Linked DNA regions of Mus musculus: region 1 is linked to region 2. A link is a contact called in public Hi-C data. All regions are on one chromosome and are shown on one strand. The core of a region is the stretch at or near the end of the contact, and the rest is flanking DNA. Distances in the headings are between cores, read along the strand shown.

Region 1 (2,700 bases), core at 149-2,648, 84 kb after region 2:
CGTTTAGGATCTTTGAAAGCTGCAGTTTCTTTCACTATCTCCCATAGAAACACAATTTACACCTTTTTTTTTTTTCCAGCTTAGTGTTCTAATACTAAGTTTAACGCTTGCGTGCAACTTGCTTTGTTAATGTGTGTAGATCGCCTCCTTCCCTTTAGTGGAAATGTAGGGTTTTATTATAGGGTTGCCATCTAGGTGGTTTGATAAACCATCTTTCTTCTCCTCCCTCCCACTTATTTGCTAAGTAAAATAGTTTGCATCATAATCTGCCGCATGTTAGTTATTCTGAAATCCTGCCCTTGGGGAAGTAAAGGGGAGAGATTTGTATTTCTGTAGGGTAGTGTTATGTATAAGACTTTCCTCAGGGAGACACACACACACACACACACACACTCAGCCCTACTCACCTCAGATAGATATCCTACAATAGATACCACCAAAGTCCAACTCATCGGTTCCCAAGTTGGCCTTTGGCGGTATCTGTACTTTGGTTTGTTGTGGGCTCATCTATGGAGTGGGGATGGGAGAGTAGATGTGTATGTGTTGTGTCACCCTAGAAAAAAAAAGCCTGTCACACAAGTTAAAGCTCAGTAAATCTTGAGGCCAAGTTCCTAATTTGTGATTCATTTGTTATTGGAATCAAAACCAATGTCAAGATGGTGCTCAGGGATGCAAAATAAAGAGCCCAAGACTGATAAATAGACAGCCCAGACCAATTTTCTCTTTCTCCAAAGGCTAGATCTGGGTCTTGGGAATTCGGTTTCTTTATGAGCTTGAGTTTCTTCATCACTGACATCAGGTTGACGGGCTGAGTGGCCAGTGTGATGTTAAGCTTCAGTCGATATCATCACTCACGTTACCAATTCTTTCCTCTGTTTCCCCAGGACTGGCTCCCCCAGAGCCTGCTGTGGTGCGACCCCTCCTACCCTAGGTTATATCTGATTGATGTTGAGCTAGTCACTCGTGACAAGTCAAGTCTGTCAAAATCTTTCTCTAGGACTTTTGAATGTGAACCACAGAATGTATGAACAGTTCCTCTCTTGTGGTGGGAGACTGTGAGAAGTGAAACTCGGTAGCCATTGGTAACCATATTATCAGTGTAACGAGTTACTAATGTGGACAGGACAAAGACCGGCTTCCTTGCCCTGTGGGGAAGTAGTCACATAAAAAGGAGCAATCTCTAAATGCGATATTTGGATTGTGTCCTGGAACAGAATCCAATGTATTGGGTGTTGGGATGGGGGGGGGGGAAATGAAGCTTCAAGTTGTTTCATGTGTCAGCTTGACTATACTCAGGATGCCGGGATACTTGGCTAAGTGTCATTCTGAGGTGTCTGTGAAGGTGTTAATGGGTGAGACTAACATTTGAATGGATACATAAGCAAAGCAGCTGGTCCTCACCCAGTGCGAGTTGAGGCCCCGAAGAGAACCAAAGTGGCAGTTTGTTGCCTGCATTAGAGCTGTGGTGTGGATCTCCCCGTTCCTTCAAACTTGTTCTCAGATCAGGAAGGCTCTCACTGGCCCTGCTGGGTCTCCAGGTGGCCAACCTTTTCAGACTCCATAAGTGTGCCATTTCTTCGGCAGGCAATCTCCTGTCTGTATGGCCGGTACTCAAAGGCAGAGACAGGAGGGCCATGTGTTTGAGGCTAGCCTGGGCTACATAGTGAGACCCTGTCTCACAAGCCAAGGGCCTGCAGCTCCGTGGCAGCACTTGCTTAGCCTTGAGCATAGCGTTGGGTTCTTTCCCCTGGACTCTGCCAGTTGAAGAAGGACTATTGGTGGCTTTGAGTGTTTTTACACATGTTCTTCCTATGTTAAACTTCATCTTCCCTATGCCACACCTTTAGTATAAAGTACAGTTTGGCTGTAATGTGACACCAAAGTTTAAAATATATATATATATATATATATAGTTTAAGAAATGGTTCATAAAGAAGGCTACACGTCCTAAAGGACAGATTTTTTTTTCTCCCTCCCTTCCCTCACTTCTACCAGAACTTTCCTTCCTCTTTGAGTGGATACAGTAGACTTTCATTACTACAGTTGTGATGGCTAATCTTGATTGTCAACCTAACACCCTTGGGAAGAGTGAAGCTCATTTGAAGAGCAGACTCCACCAGCTCAGCCTGTGAGCATGTCTGTGGGAGATTTTCTTGACTGATAACTGATGTCGGAGGTCCCAGCTCGTTGTGGGTGGTACCACCGCTGGGCAGGTGGTCCTGGGTGCTGTAAGAGGGCAGGCTGAGTATATATACAGGGGTAGCCAGCCAGTCAGTGTTCTTCCCTGGTTTCTGTTTCGGTTGCTTGCTGCCTCCAGCTTCCTCCCTTGAGCTCCTGGCCTGACTTCTCTCAGGGATGGAGTGTGACCTGTAGGCCAAAGAGGCCCTCCACTCCTGATTGCTTTTGGTCATGATGCTGTGACTGCAACAGAGAAACAAACTAGGAGAGAAACTGATACATGGAACAGGAAGAGCCTGACCATGCTGAGTTTGGGTGGCTTGTGGGAGAACTTTTGGAGCTTTGGACTGGAGAAGTCATTGAGTACTCAGGGCTCAATGGCTGTTTTGTGAGCGCTAGGAAGATGAGAGAGTGTTGAGAGAGATACTGTTGATGGAGGCTTGCGAAGTGTCAGACAGAAGCAAAGACTCAGGGCCATTTGTATGTTATATTTGAATTAAGAACCTTTCCTTCTAAAGATTT
Region 2 (2,700 bases), core at 104-2,603:
ATCACACATGGAGACTATAAGATGTACTAGTGATTTATCCTGCCACCTTGTGGCTCTCCTTGTTCATTGCTCCCCAGGACTTCCTGAGCTCTCTGTTGCTCTGATGCTGTACATTTAAATCACCTGACAGACAGATCCTATGCCCACCACCTTGTTATCCTTGAAACTGTCACACTCAGTAGAACAGCTTGCCTAGACTTTAGCAGTTCTCCTGCCTTCGGAATTGCAGATGTGAGGCATCGTGCCCTTTTAACATAGTTAGGAACAAGCCATTCAAAAGTGCCTGGTGCCAACCAAGTAAGGCATCGAATGAACACCTGTGATCACAACCCTGTAGCAGCAGAAACAGTTTGAGCTCTACAAATTGAAGGCCAGTCTGTCTTCATGGTGATTCCAGGCCAGCCAGGGCCACACAGTGAGCCCTATGTCAAAACAAACACCCCTAAAATCCTATTTGGCAGCTTTCCCTATATTTTAAAGACAGGAGCCTAGATTAAAGTAAAAATTTCCTATGCAAGACATATAATATCTCCATTTTTACAGTTAGGATGCTGATATGTATATTTTTATACATATATTACATGTTATATATGTGCATACTTACATATGTGCATATATATTGTATTATTATATATGTTATGTATCTAATTTTAGTAGTTTTTTGGATCCTTTTTCTGGAGGTCTAAAAGTTCTCTCTCCATGCAGGTTTAACTGTTCCATATTTACAGATTTCCTTAGCTCCCTTATGTACCTCAAGGCAGCTTCACCCCCATTGTCTTTTAACCCCTTACTTTTTCCTGGCCTGGCACAGCTCGTCATTCTTCATCTCACCGTTGCCCACAGGCAGGCCTTATGCGTGCCAAGGAGCTGACTTACATCTCGCTATTGGTCTCAGCGCTCATAATCCCAGTGTGCAGGATTTTCTTCCTGATTCCAGAGACATAGAGTAAAAATTCCTTTTTCTTTCTTTCTTTCTTTCTTTCTTTCTTTCTTTCTTTCTTTCTTTCTTTCTTTCTTTCTCTCTCTCTCTCTCTCTCTCTCTCTCTCTCTCTTTCTTTCTTTCTTTCTTTCTTTCTTTCTTTTTCTCCTTCTTTTTCTTTTGGTTTTTTGAGACAGGATTGTTTTGTGTAGCTCTGGCTGTCCTGGAACTTGCTTTGCAGACCAGGTTAGATTTCACCTCAGAGATGTAGACTGTGAAACAGGTTTTCAAAGAGGATAAATAAAAGTCTTTCTTGGTGGTGACAAATCTGTTAAACTGGGTAACTACGTGTTGTGGTCAGCTGCCCTGCAGGTTGAACACTTCCTCTGGGGCCGGTTCTTACTGCAGCTAGGAGCACTTTGTATTTGTACTAACCTGTCTCAAGATAACTGCCTGTGTCCACTAGGGGGCAGAATCACTTGCTCTTGAGAACCACTGTCTTAAAGGGAAATTTGTAATTATGTTTTAGAAACAATGCAAAAAAAGTAATATTTCATGCCAGGTGGTGGTGGCACACGCCTTTAATCCCAGCACTCAGGAGACAGAGGCAGGTGTATTTCTGTGAGTTCAAGGCCAGCCTGTTCTATAGAGCAAGTTCCAGGACAGGCAGGGCTACACACAGAGAAACCCGGTCTCCAAACAAAAAACAAACAAAAAAGAAAAGTAATTCTTTCTTCTTCCATTACTGGTAAAGTAAAGAAGACCCTACCTTTTGTGTTTTGTGGTTTTCAAATTTAAACTTTAGTCCATAATGCATAGAACTTTCATAATAAAATGTTGCAATGTCTAGTAAATGTTACATAATTGTGACTTCATTTCTCCCCTTTAAACCCACAGCGAAAAAAGCCACATGGAAAAGACAAAGAAAACAGAGGCCTTAACCCGGTGGAGAAGTATAAAGTGGAAGAGGCCTCGGATCTCTCCATCTCCAAGAGCAGACTGCCGCTTCACACCTCCATAAACCTCTAGCTGATCTGAGGCTTAGGGTGTCATCTTTAAAATACAACCTGAAACTCCAGAGTCTGAAGCTATGTACAGATGAAAAGGGGACTGCTGTGTGAGGGCCCCACAGTAACTGTAGTTGAACTGAAAGTCTTTTTTATAATCCCTGTAGTCCAAGGATGTAGTAAGCTGGGTATCATTTGGGATTTACATTGAATATGTGTGTGTGTTTCTAGCTTTTTATATAAAGAAGCTCTTCTGTAACAAGTAAGTATTTTTCTTGTATATAATTAAATACCAAATATATGGAAATCATTGTTCCAGGTTTAGACTTGTATTGGTGAATGCCATCTCCTTTGCTGTCTGGCCAAGGCTGTTTCCCTACCTCTAACCAGCCTTTTCTAGTTTGTCTTCGACTCCTGTCTCCCTTTTCCTGTCACTTAACCTTTTGTAGCCTACAGAAAGGTTTCTTTAGTATGAGAAACGCAGGGTTTTACCTGGAACTCTTCTATCTCACTGATTACCCTTACAATCACTGTCAAAACACCTGACCCTGGAAGGACCCTTCCTTTTGGGTCCTTCATTTGTTCTCGCTGATATGCACACATCTCATTCCTTCCTGAGGTCTGACACATCACCAGCCTCCCTGTAGTGTCGGCTCCTAATGCAGGAGACCTTGAGGCCCCACTTAAAAGGTCTTTAAGTCTCTTAGAAATGATAAGATTGTTTTCAAACTACCAATTATGACTATAACTTCTATTTTGTTTATCTTTTAAAAC

Evidence for each region. A called contact is a pair of places that touch in the nucleus more often than the background predicts.
Region 1: a Hi-C map of bone marrow-derived macrophages shows a contact between it and region 2, with 54 read pairs. A contact is called at or near these places in 1 of 39 promoter capture datasets (hippocampal neurons), 65 of 484 Hi-C or Micro-C datasets (3T3-L1-derived adipocytes, B cells, B-cell progenitors and 45 more), 17 of 130 datasets of targeted methods (the 230-238 cell line, CD8 T cells, the G1E-ER4 cell line and 10 more) and 5 of 9 other capture datasets (adipose tissue, bone marrow-derived macrophages, embryonic stem cells and 2 more).

The regions. Positions count from the first base shown.
Region 1 is chr19:37,502,158-37,504,857 of GRCm38.p6, forward strand. No RefSeq gene overlaps it. Among named protein-coding and RNA genes, the nearest start is that of Gm32294, 9.9 kb to the left of the region's middle.
Region 2 is chr19:37,418,443-37,421,142 of GRCm38.p6, forward strand. Kif11 (kinesin family member 11) reads left to right here. Exons shown (of 22, transcript NM_010615.2): 22 at 1,817-2,700. The coding sequence ends at 1,948. Among named protein-coding and RNA genes, the nearest start is that of Hhex, 15 kb to the right of the region's middle.